2 separate regions of the Sus scrofa genome follow, and region 1 is linked to region 2. Evidence: chromatin contacts called from public Hi-C data. All regions are on one chromosome and are shown on one strand. The core of a region is the stretch at or near the end of the contact, and the rest is flanking DNA. Distances in the headings are between cores, read along the strand shown.

Region 1 (6,510 bases), core at 3,901-6,400, 190 kb after region 2:
TTATTTTATTATTGCCCCAAAGCTTATATAAAATGTTGCAAGTCATAGCTGTATATGTATCTTTTAAAGATATTGCCTTTCTACTTTCTGAATTCAAGTTTTATTACAATTAGGTAATACTTGGTCTCTTTCTGTGCATAAAACAATATTTAGCAGAATTTGTACTTAATAAACAGTCAAAATTCCAGATTCATTTTCTTTTTGCAACATATAGGCTTCTCTTATATCCTTGAACTTGGTCCTCATATAAATTCCCTATATTTTGGTGCATATTCTAGAAGCTGTTCTCCTTTTCCTTGAGTTGGATGAACCGCAACCACTTGGTCCTGATTCTAGATTCTAGAAAAGAAATTATTTCCCTTGGAAAAACAAAAAATAAAAAGCGAAAAACAAAACACCATAGAGTGCCTCCAGGAAGGCCAGCACTCTCTCTCCAGAATAACTTTCTTTGTGATTTTTTTTGATTTCACATTTTAAAATGCCTTCCTACCTTCCTACCCACAACGCAAACACACACACACACACACACACACACACACACACAGAGTCAAATAAAGCTGTGATTAAAAATACCATGAACCTAAAAGGTGTCTTTCCTTCATAGATTAATCATAGACTTCAACATGACATATCGAATATAGATCTTAAGGAAAAAAAATGGCTGAGAATGATTGACTAAGGCCAGTCTTTACAGTCTCAGCTTGGTTGTGTTTATTGTGTAGCAAAATGGTAATAATCTTTAGCATATACAAGATTCTCCTCTCTTTCACTCTTTGCAGCTTTGCCAATGCCTCAACAGAGCTTGGTAGCAAATTGTTGAATGAGTGAATCATTAAGAAAATTACTGGAACAAATTGAACGATTTTGCTTGATACAATACTAGCTTTTTGCAGATTAGAATTAAATTCAGTTTCATCCAAACACCCTGTTACTCTGAGTTCCAATTAAGTTCCTTCATTTCCCAGGGACTTATTTTGTGTCTCTCCACGTGTCAGTGCTTTTGCATGGTGACTAGATGAGCAGCCATTTTCTCTTCTCTTCAACATGCCACAGACCTACCTCTATCCCAAGAAAGAGTGCTTTCATATTTCCCTCACTCTGGAGTACTCTAAGGCATTGAGAGTTTTTACTGTCTACTTGAACAGTTGATAATAGTCCTTTGAAGTAGAGCTTTGAACAAGAGATAAGGACTAGTCATCCAACCATAGCCCACACTGATGGTCAACGCAACCGTCTTGCTTTTCAAGCCTCTGAAGATTATTAATCTCACTCAATGTTACAGAGGAGCCATGGAATAGACCTGCTGATTCCGAACTTCTTTCTCTTCCTTGCCCTCCCTCTAACAGCCTTTATTTTTCTTAAGTTGTGTCTGCAGACCTGCTGATTCTGAACTTCTTTCTCTTCCTTGCCCTCCCTCTAATAGCCTTTATTTTTCTTAAGTTGTGTCTGCAGGGTATAAGTACAAAGGAGAGTGGCCTTCTGCATCAGCCCTCCTTCTCCTGGGCAGCATGGCCTCAAATGAAGTAAAGCAGAGTGTAAATGTGCAGACTTTCCTTTCTGATTAAACGGTTTCAAACAGGAATCTCGCAATAGAAGTGTTCTTTTTGAAAAGTGTCAGTAGCAGATATTAGGAGTATTTTTCTTGAGTGGGAGGGACATTTGACAAGGGCCTCAGTGGCTGGTACTAAGACTGATACTGTGCTATTGGCTGATTCAATCCAGAAAGGGGAGGTGATAGATCCAGTGCCACTGAGACTTTATTCTTGCATTCTTATGCTTTAAAGAGAATTGAGACAGATTCTCAGAAATGGGCTAAATAGCCGCAGGAAAGCTGAAGAACTCCTTAAAAGATTTAACCTCCCTCTACTTGCCCTGCAATGGGTCTTCACTTTGCCCAAGAGAAAACTAGTCAAAGGGCTCATTTAGAAACGTTTTCATTCTGTTGAGACTGGTTCAAACATTTTCCCGAAACTTCTTTCTAGACCAATCTGGTTTTCCTGCCAAGAAATCTACTTTCACTGCTATTCTGTTTCCTGGGATTTGGACATTTTAGCTATTGATTGCTTTCTGTGGTTTTTCTCTTGGTTTTGTCTCCCTGTGCAGCTTACTCACGTTCAGAAATCTAAGTTACCTCACTCTGTGAAACTTCTCGTTCCATATTGTTCAAAAGCAGAGCCAGAGGGCAAGGCAGCTCCTGTCACATTAACGTGCCAGAGGCCCGGGACACTCCCTGTGGCTTCCTGGGCTCTCCCCCTCAGCCCGCAGGTTCCTGAAGTCAGACAAGGTATTGTCATGCGGATTACACTGATTAGCGCTACGTCAGTTAGGTAACAGGAGCCCTTTCAATGGTGTCCTAGGATTCTGTCAGGTTGACTGTTCAAACACTGGTTTTTGGGATCCCCTCCAGCATTCCTTAATGTAATTCAGGCACGTTATTGCAGGTTTTATTTGAGAAAGGGGCTACTTACTTGTCACTTAGTATATCTTGAGTTTTAAGTCAAAATCTTAGCCAAAAAAAAAAAAAAAAAAAAAAGCAAAAGATAGGAGAGGATATGGTGTAAAGTGGGGGTAACTTGGGGGGAGGCTGAAAAGAACATAATGCAGTAGCGTATCAAATGCCAAACTTCCATTAAGGGCGCTGTGTTCTGGGGAATGTGGTTTTTGTTTTGTTTTACATAGAAACTGTAATAATTTTGTGCCTGTTTAGGGTTTTACGCTTCCAAGGGTAATGATCTAGTGAATTAAACAAACAAACAAAAAAACAGGGATATAGGCAAAAAAGTTCAGGTTTGAGCTGCTTACAGGGCTGGACCCATGTGCTTCTGTGTTCCACCCTTGGGTGGGAGAGAACGCTCTAGGCTCCTGGTGGATACCCAGTTCACCGTGGTGTGGGGTTGGACTGGATGCTCTTAGAAGGGAGGCAAATTCCTGGGAGCCAGGGCAGAGGCAGTGGCTCCAGGTGAGTCAAACTGTTAGTGCTGCTGGAAGGAAAAGGCCCGGCAGCTCCTTGGAGATGCTTAGAACTTTGGCGAAGGCAGAGGAGATGAGATTTTAGAAAATCCACCATTGGACAGAGTCTCTTAGGTAAATATGAATCATCAAGATTTGGCAGAATTTCTCTGTGCAGAATCTCTGTAGATTCCCCCATAAGGAAGTTTCTCCTAACCTGACATAGATGAGAGATTGAGAACAGCAAGCGTTCCAGAAGCATATGCTCTGCTGATTCTAAGCAAGGACCTTTTCCAGACCTGACCCTTTTCCCTCCTCAGTTCTCCAGGCATTCTGATCCTGTCCTGGAGTGCCTTCAGGATACACAGCCCTGAGATGCTTTTTAAATTATGAAATATAAATATAACATAACCCTCAGTCACCTCTAGGCTAAATCTAATGGAAATACAGGCTCCATCATTTTACTGCATTTTTCTTTAGGATCTGGGTTATTTATTAATAATGTACCCCCATACCCTACCACAAATATACACATGTATACGCAACACACACTCACAGATGCATGCAGATACAGCACTGGATATTCTGGATTGGTCAGTTTCTTCTTTTTTTTTTTTTTTCTTTTTATCAGACAGTACCTGATAGGTCAGAGCAATGCAGCCAAAACCAGCCCAACCAGGGAGGCAATTTGGCACAATAACAAGTGCAAGCTCAGTAAAGAGTGTTCTTTTAAAATTTATCTATCAATTATGGCCTTGGGTAGTTGATATAAACTCTCCACAACTTAAGGTCCTAATGAGTAAAAAAAGGTTTCATAGAATTACTCACAGTATTATCTATCTACCTATCTATTTACATTTTAATACATACCTTTAAAAAAAGTGTCTATCTAGCTTGGTACCTGCATCCAATAAAGGGGATTACTGTTTCTCTTCTCATATGGGCTAAAGACCTCCTTATAAAAATTGAAGCCTAAAATCAATTTGTGGCTATTTAAAAAACTGTAGTACTTTGAAGAATGCATCTCTCCCCCTCTGTTTGTTTCCTGGGAGAGCTAGTCTTCTTTGCAGTTACAAATGCCATCAGGATAATACATAGGTACAGCCTTTGCATTGTGGTGTTCAGATAGCTCTGGTGAATTGTTAGCTGATTTATAAGACTGTTGAAAAAAAAGGGAGATGCAAGAATATTTCTCTATCTCTGCTGGTTCAAGTTACACATTCCCATTTCAAAACTGGTGTCATTCATTCTGAACGGTCTCAAACAACCCTAAAGCAGAGGATCCATCTTTGATCTATTTAGCATGGACTATTTGCTTTCCTTATGAGTCTGATTTTTGAGTCAATGCCCTTAAAAGAATAATAATATTTTCTTCAACACTATCTTTAGACCTTTCCCAGTTAGATGCTTTCAAGTATCTTTTTCTTTCCCTTCTGGCTTCTCCCAGCTGTTGAAGCTGTCTTAGGATGCTGCCAACTTCCATGGCCCCCTTGAGAAACCATCTCATAGACGGGTTGGGATGGGGGTTGGAGGCTGGGGGTGGGCAGATAGTTTCCTCCTGAGATAAAGGTGATACGACCCACATCCATGCCTGGGTATCTTTTCCCTCACACGTAGCTGTTAATTCTGCTTTTGAAAGTCAGGTTTTAAAAGAAAGAGAAAAAAAAGAAAAGAAAAGAAAAGAAATGCTCTTGCTGAAGGACTGCGGAGAAGGGAGCAGGAGTGGTTGCTCTGAGCTTTGAAACATGCACGCGTGTGTGTGACACACACACACACACACACACACACACACACACACACGGACAAAAGGATAAGTTGAAAAAGAATGCAGCAACCCCTGCTTGTCTAACAGTCTGGTCAGCCCCACAGATGAGGAAGTGCTGCTTTGTTCCAAGCCAAAGCCTTGTTTTCTTGTTCATTGTCTTTCAGGGTAAAATCCGGGGGTGGGGGGTGGGGCATTCACCTGTCTGATGCAAAGTTAAACTGCTGGCTTTAATGTGACTGCATGGGAACTCGGGTTTATTAATGAATACAACATACCCTCTTTGATTTGAAAGCTTTCACCCCGCTGAAAAGATTCAAAAGGCATCGCTTCCTGCACCAGAGGCATTCCTTTATCCGTCTCAGTGGTTCTCCCCTACCCAGCTGCTATATCTCATTAACAAGCATTTGACCACTGCAGCAGGCCTGGGAGTGTTGACACTTGAAAGGCCCAGGCAGGCGTGGGCAGGCCATCAGCTATGGCAACAGGAAACTGCCCCGGAGACAACACTGAGAAAACAGCAGCTGCAAAAGCCAAAGTCAGAACAGACATAAAGGATTGCCTATCTCCACATCGGGCTGGGGTATCGGTGCGTGCCTGTGGGTCTGAATTCACACGTCTATTTACTCTCTTTATGGGATATAAGGTTCGCTACCGACATGGATCAGACTCTAGACTTGTTGACAACCCAGAATGATTTTTGGACTTGAAGGCTCTTGAATCCTTAGGTTTGAAAAACCTTATTCTCTTCAATAATGTGCCTTCCTATTTATACACATGAGAACATTCACCAGAGGCCTTAAACTTGATATACACACTCACTGGAAGAAGTCGTATGTACAATAAAAATGTGCCTGCCTGAATCCGTGTCCGCTTTTCATGCTACCGTATTATTTTTCAGAAACAAGTCAACCTGTAAAACTGTCCCATAAATATGTAAGATTATTCTGAGCGTCTTTGGTTTAGGAATCAAACTGTGATGGTTTCATGTAGAATATTTAAGAACAAAACAGTCATTTCAGTTGTGTAAAGACAGCTCATAAAATGAAGTGGGATATTCCACATATGTTCTTATTGATTACAGTAATTTTAAATGTCTATTTTAATCAAATTTATTTGCCATTCATTGAAATGTAGGCTATAGAGGACCATGCCCCTACATTGACTGCGAAATGTTATCACTGTATTTATCAGAGGAGCTCAAAGTACAGATGTCAATTAGAGTGTCTCAGGCAGTGGTTGGATGTCTCCAAATCTTGAGTGTCTGTGTTCAAGCTTATAAGTGTATTTTTTGAGGATAGGTAAGCAGTGGTTCAAAATCAGTTTTTCATTCATAAAGAAAATGAAGTCACTTCATGTTAAAGAAAGAAACTAAATGAAAAAAGATGCTAATGTTACAAGTGAGGTTAGTTGACTGCCACTCAAAGAATACTGAATTTTTTTGCTGTCATCCTCTGTACATTAGACTCATAATTATTATACTACCTGTACTAATACTTTTTTCTTTTCAATAATTTAGATTTATTTACATTTGTCTATCACTCATCATAAAACTACGCTGAATGATTCAGGTTGTTACTCTAAAATGGTTAATTAGATAAAATGCATGTAAACTTATTTTAAAATTGTTGCCAATTAACTCCTTTCTTGTCAGAAAATGTCTCTTGAATACACTGAATTTTCCAGTTCTACCTTCTCCACATTTTTTTTTTTTCCTTTCACTTTTCACGTTCCAGAGAAAGAGAAAAATATACCAACCACCCCTGAAAGTTTATGTTCTTGACGATACGGTAGAGATA
Region 2 (6,089 bases), core at 1,428-3,927:
GCATTTTTGTTATTATCAAACCTATAAGATTTTAAAGTTTTTATGGCAATTACCAATGAATAGTTGCAAATAATTACCTTTGAAGTTGGAGATAGATAACATCTGAGGACAAATCTGCAATTTAACAAACTCATTCTTATTTAAATCAGATTCACTTTAGAGACCAGTGGAAACAAAGTAGATGGAACAAACAAGAAGATTAGACTGATTTAAAAAGAAAACTTGAAAACAAAAATCATCATGTCCAGAGTCTAATCAAGGAAAAGATACCTATGTCCAGTATCACCAAACCCTGCCTTCCATCTGCCTGTTTATAGTCTCATTTCACTGAGACTATAAACTGTCTACCACTGCCGCTAATAGGAACTGTTGAAATGCCACTTCAAGGTTCATTTAGCTGTTCTCAGCTCACTGTTGGGAACTGAATGCTGGAGCATCTAGTTTGAAAATAAAAAGACTCTAATGAGTTGAGGGTCTTTATGTGCTTGGTATTCTTGGCAGTGATTAACAGTAGGGGGTGTACAGAAGGTCAAAAGCTCTTCTTTTTAGAGGTCAGCAGAACATCCCCATCTGATAAGATTAAACTAATGTGGCTTTTGGTGTTAATATCTAAAGCAGCGGGTTGCTGTAGTGTGTTTGGGATGGTGGTTGTGGCTTTGAGAGATTATGAAAAAAGAACTGACATGTGAACTCTTTAATGAGAAAATGTTGGATTTAGATACATAGCACTTATCTTTCTTCCTTAACAAGTCATTTGAAACTGATTTTTGTTTCCAAGATATTTTATGTTTGATGCTATTGTGTTTTTTCTCAAGTAGTTATATATGTATGTCATTAAGTATTTTTCTTTTCTGTTTTTTCTCTGTGCCATTTTAAGTGCTAAAGATTGAGATAAATCCTTCTGAAACTGAGGCTAATTCTATGATTTTCAAATTTAGGTACATAAATACATTTAATATATTTATGTTCACTCCATAGTTTTCTGATTATTTTACTGGATATTTCAATGGACAATATTGGCTTTGGTGGATATTTCTTGTACTTGGTAAGTTTATTCTTAATGTATTTCAGTATGAATAATTTGCATCTAGTTCAGTTTTGATATTTCCTAAAATTATGAAATGTAAATACACTGTGTTGTTATTTGTGAGAAATAGTTTTTCTACTACAAAATGCTCATGTCCAAACACTCATATCATCTCAGCTATTCAGATGATTTTATATAACACTCCGGGTTTCCAACTTAAAATTCAGAGCCTATCAATTTAAAAGACTCAGTGGTTGAATGATAATACTACAAAACTTGAAAATCCTAAGACAATTTAAAAAATAGCTGAGGGGAGTTCCCGTGGTGGCTCAGTGGTTAACGAATCCGACTAGGAACCATGAGGTTGCGGGTTCGGTCCCTACCCTTGCTCAGTGGGTTAATGATCCGGCGTTGCCGTGAGCTGTGGTGTAGGTTGCAGACGCGGCTCGGATCCTGCGTTGCTGTGGCTCTGGCGTAGGCCGGTTCCCGATTCGACCCCTAGCCTGGGAACCTCCATTTGCCGCCGGAGCGGCCCAAAGAAATAGCAAAAAGACAAAAAAAAAAAAAAAAAAAAAAAAAAAGTTGACTTCAGGAGTTCCCTGTCATGGTGCAGCAGAACTGAATCCAACTAGGAACCATGAGGTGTTGCGGATTCGATCCCTGGCCTTGCTCAGTGGGTGAAAGATCTGGCATTGCTGTTGCTGTGGTGTGGGCCGGCAGCTGTAGCTCTGATTAGCCTGGGAGCCCCCATATGCTGCAAATGTGGCCCTAAAAAGCAAAAAAAAAGAAAATTGACTTCAGCATTTATTTTGGAAAATATACATAGATAATTTTCTTTTAATGACCATAGGAAATGTTGAGAGTTGCATATTCTATCCATTCTTTTATTTTTGGATCATCGAAACATTCTTTACATTTTTTTGAAATGAACCCTGCATTAATCATTAATCAGCCAGACATAAGGAAAAACTTCATGCCTAATGATCACAGTACTTCTGTTGAGTTTTCTTCTTACAAAGAATGTCTTTTATTAATATTGATGAATTTTGTGGATTTCCAGTTTTTGTTCCCTTGTTTTCCGCTGTAGATATATGATTGTTAAGTTAATCTTAAAATTACCTTATACCTTTAATCCACATTTCAAACGTATGTATTTGACATGAAGAATGTATTTTGTTTGTATTTAGGTTTAAGAGCCCATGTTTCTCTAGTAACATAGTTCTACCAGAAAATAGTATTTCAGTAGGTGGCAGTGTTCTCCCTGAGTTTTTATTTAGTCCTGGCGTTGCATCTTTAGGATCTTTTGGGAAGCAAAATTTTGGTGGTTGTTAAGGTTACTAAAGATCCTAGATTTCTCTAATGATTGTAGTGAAATTATTCTAATGTTGTGGTTTTATTGAGAGTCCATCTTGTACAAAAGTTTAGCAAGTTTTTAATATCGTTCATTGTTTTCTGATTGATTCTGTGCTCGTTATTGAGTTACTTACTTAAAAGTGAAAACATGTATAAAGTCCATTAGGTATTTAAGTGTATCGAATGACATATTTGCTTCTAAATATTATTAGGGGATTGAGGACTCTTAGGAGGATAACAGTGGGACAGAGTAGCATAGAGTACAATGCAGAGGATGGCCCCACGTCCATACTAGCACTTAGGAGAGTGTGAAAATTTAATCCACGGTGAAAATGGTGCTTTCTCATAAACTCAGAAGAATGCTGTGCACTTCATAAAGTGCCAAGAAACAGTATAGCTACAGAGTGACTGGTTTCTAGATATAAATTGGCTTATTTTAAAAAATGCCTGAGCAGAACAAAATATGTCTTCAAAACAGCAGCTTCATTGACAAAAGAAAGGATTTCACAAATAATTGGGGTTTACATTTTTCAATAATACTTGTACGTTTGGATCACAATATCATTAACTGTGAACAGCATCTGGAAGGGCATGAGGGCAGCATTCAGAATGGGAGTCACAAATGGAAAGAGTTGGGATATGAGAAACAGATGGTCAGGATTTAGCTGAAATCCATACTCCTTGTTTAAGTCCTTATTTGTATGTCTCATCTATCTTTCCTCTCTAATTTATTATAACCATGCTTCTTATTTTAGTGCTTCAATTACTGTCTTAGACCTAGGGTACCAATTTGTTTGAGACTTTGCATTTCAAATTGACAGATTCTTCCTCCTGGTGGTATACATATTTTCTGCTCCCATCGCTGCTCCCCCACCCCCACCACCATTACCTGGTTAAAAATTTACTGGAGTTAATAAATATGTCCCTAGAATTGTATGCTTAAGCATATTAAAGACTTAACTCTACTAAGAATGGTAATGCTTTTTATGCTTAGCTAATACCTGTGATTTAAATGGTTGCCATTTAAAAATACTATTTTGCAGAGGAGAACCTGAGATAGATAGATAGAAGATCCATCTCAAGTCATTTAAGAAACCACTAGAGAGGCTGCTTGTCAAGTCTTCTTTCCTGATTTTTCTTATCCTAATTTTTATTATAAATTAGTCTTTTATTGTTACTTGAAAACAGGAACTAGAAATTAAAATCATTTATATCATGCACATATTTACATAATCTAAACACAGATTTCGCACATGACAGGTACTTGATCTTCTCAACAGGCTTATTATTGGTTTTATACCACAATTGTTAGCAATTACATACATGTGGTCTCTTTTAAGTACTTCCTATTAGTAAATATGTCATAGTCTGCTTAGTAGTTATATTAGTTTAAAAGTTTAGTGTAAAAATGGGATTTCTGTGGGTTGAATCAGTTAAAATGCACTAAGTAGCTTTGCTATTTGAAGAAATAATTAAATAAGTATATTTTTGTGTAATTTTGGATTTTCATGGCTGGATTTGCTTCACTTTTGATAATCTAAGCTTAACAAATTGAAATAATTTGGGAGTGGCAATAAAATTTTATTATATTTCCTTACAAAAGAGTTATCACTATAGTGTAAAATATATTATGGAATGAATGAAATTCTACAGATTAAATTCCTTAGGCCAAGAGGATCTCTTTTATAATTGTCTTTTAAATTTATCATGCCCTCTTTCTAAGAATGTAATGTGTCTTTATTATTTCAACCTTCTCAGGCCTGCTTCTTTTCTTCAGAGGATTTGTTAATTACCTGAAAGTCAGAAACATGTCTGAAAGTATGGCAGCTGCTCATAGAACAAGATATTTCTTCTTATTATAGAGGTAAGAAATATTAATAACTCTTTATTCCCCTTGTATTCATTCATCAGATGCATGTTAAATGCTTAATGTGTACCCATGTTGTCTGCTCAAATTTAGCATATTTATTTTTGTACTGTTAACAGTTCCAATTGCAATTTAAGAAGTTATAAACTTTTAAGGTAACTTAATTTTTTAAAATTGAATTTCAGACATTTTAATTTTTAAAATTATATTCTGAGAAGTTCCCGTCGTGGCTCAGTGGTTAACGTACCCGACTAGTATCCATGAGGACGTGGGTTCAATCCCTGGCCTCACTCAGTGGGTTAAGGATCTGGTGTTACCCTGAGCTGTGGTGTAGGTTGCAGACATGGCTTGGATCTGGCATGTCTGTGGCTGTGGCATAGGCCGGCGACTACAGCTCTGCTTCCATCCCCAGCCTGGGAAGCTCCAGATGTTGTAGGTGCAGCCCTAAAAAAAAAAAAAAAAAAAAAAAAAGAAGAAAGAAAAAGACTATATACATACTCTGAGTAAACTACAACTTCAAATCAGACTTTCAAACTTCTTTTTAAAGCTTGACCAGACCACAGGATGTATAGGAAGTAACCACCAGCACAGCATTTGAAGACTCAAAAAAAAAAAAAATATGACAAAACACTTATACTTTATGGGCATTTTGCATAAAACAATGTGAAATTCACATAGATACCTGGTAGATTAAAAAAAAAAAAAAATCCAAATCTGTGATTGAAAAGCAGTTTGCCATGCCCTGATCTTAAAAAAAAAGTGGATCAAGGAATAAAAAGTTCTGTGAAGAAAGTAGGAGTTCCATTATTATTTTCTTAATGTGTACCAGTTTCTATCAACAGTGAAGGCTACAACTTGAATAAGTGGGTACAAGAAATGAGCAGAGGTTGTCTTACTAGTTATCCAGTGAGTCTCTGGAGGCTGTGTATATAGTAAAGGCATTTATTTATTGCACAGCTAGTAAATGTTCACATGAAGAGATCTCATAGCTCCATTCTCTGTATTGCTTTTAAGGTAAATATTATACACTTCATATCTGTAAGTAAATGATCCAAAGTTTTAAAGTGTTTGAACTGCATAAGCAATATGCATACTGGAACACCTACCTTCTGGATGTATGTTTAAGTGCAGAAGGTTTCAAGGTTGCTGTGGCTCAGTATAAATAAATTGTATGCTTTGTGATTTGGCTGCTTAAATTTTATGCTTGTGTGAGTTTTACATAAGCTAACATAATTTACGTATTTCTGCTTAAAGAGTACAATGAATAAAATTGCATTTCTGGATTATATTAAAGTATCATTTTAAATGTTCCATTAAAGTTTCTTTCCTCCTGCTGGAAGATGTCACATTTTCTCTTTAACTGGTAAAATGTCTTTTTTTTTTTTAATTGTTTTGTTGAGTTTTGTTTATTTATTATTTATTTATTTATTTATTTTTTGGTCTTTCTGCCTTTTCTAGGGCTGCTCCTGTGGCATATGGAGGTTCCCAGGCTAGGGGTCTAATCAGAGCTGTAGCCCCCGGCCTACGCCAGAGCCACAGCAACACACCAGAGCCACAGCAACGCAGATCCGAGCCTCTTCTTCGACCTACGCCACAGCTCATGGCAACACCAGATCCTTAACCCACTGAACAAGGCCAGGGATCGAACCGCAACCTCATGGTTCCTAGTCGGATTCATTAACCACTGAGCCACAACGGGAACTCCTAACTGGTAAAATGTCTTTACAAGTAGTGACCGTAAGAATTTGTCAGTGTTACCTGTAAGATAAAAGGCAAAGTAATTTTTCTAATTTAAATGGTATTCAGTGTGATTATCTTGCTTGCATTTTTCAAGAGTCTAAA

Evidence for each region. Hi-C and Micro-C count contacts between places; a contact is called where the count stands out from the background.
Region 1: a contact with region 2 is called in a Hi-C map of fetal skeletal muscle, with 2.9 times the contacts expected there. The contact joins two enhancer-like sites. A contact is called at or near these places in 4 of 47 Hi-C or Micro-C datasets (embryonic fibroblasts, fetal skeletal muscle and heart right ventricle).

The regions. Positions count from the first base shown.
Region 1 is chr11:51,742,246-51,748,755 of Sscrofa11.1, forward strand. No RefSeq gene overlaps it. Among named protein-coding and RNA genes, the nearest start is that of NDFIP2, 250 kb to the left of the region's middle. Within about 2 kb of position 5,151, at least 27 of the 83 cell types and tissues checked have an H3K27ac peak or open chromatin away from gene starts, as enhancers often do. A contact at or near this core is called in fetal skeletal muscle, where this site is marked.
Region 2 is chr11:51,550,549-51,556,637 of Sscrofa11.1, forward strand. It overlaps NDFIP2 (NEDD4 family-interacting protein 2), which reads left to right. Exons shown (of 8, transcript XM_001926577.5): 6 at 979-1,045; 7 at 4,139-4,244. The coding sequence ends at 4,242. Among named protein-coding and RNA genes, the nearest start is that of NDFIP2, 60 kb to the left of the region's middle. Within about 2 kb of position 2,678, at least 2 of the 83 cell types and tissues checked have an H3K27ac peak or open chromatin away from gene starts, as enhancers often do. A contact at or near this core is called in fetal skeletal muscle, where this site is marked.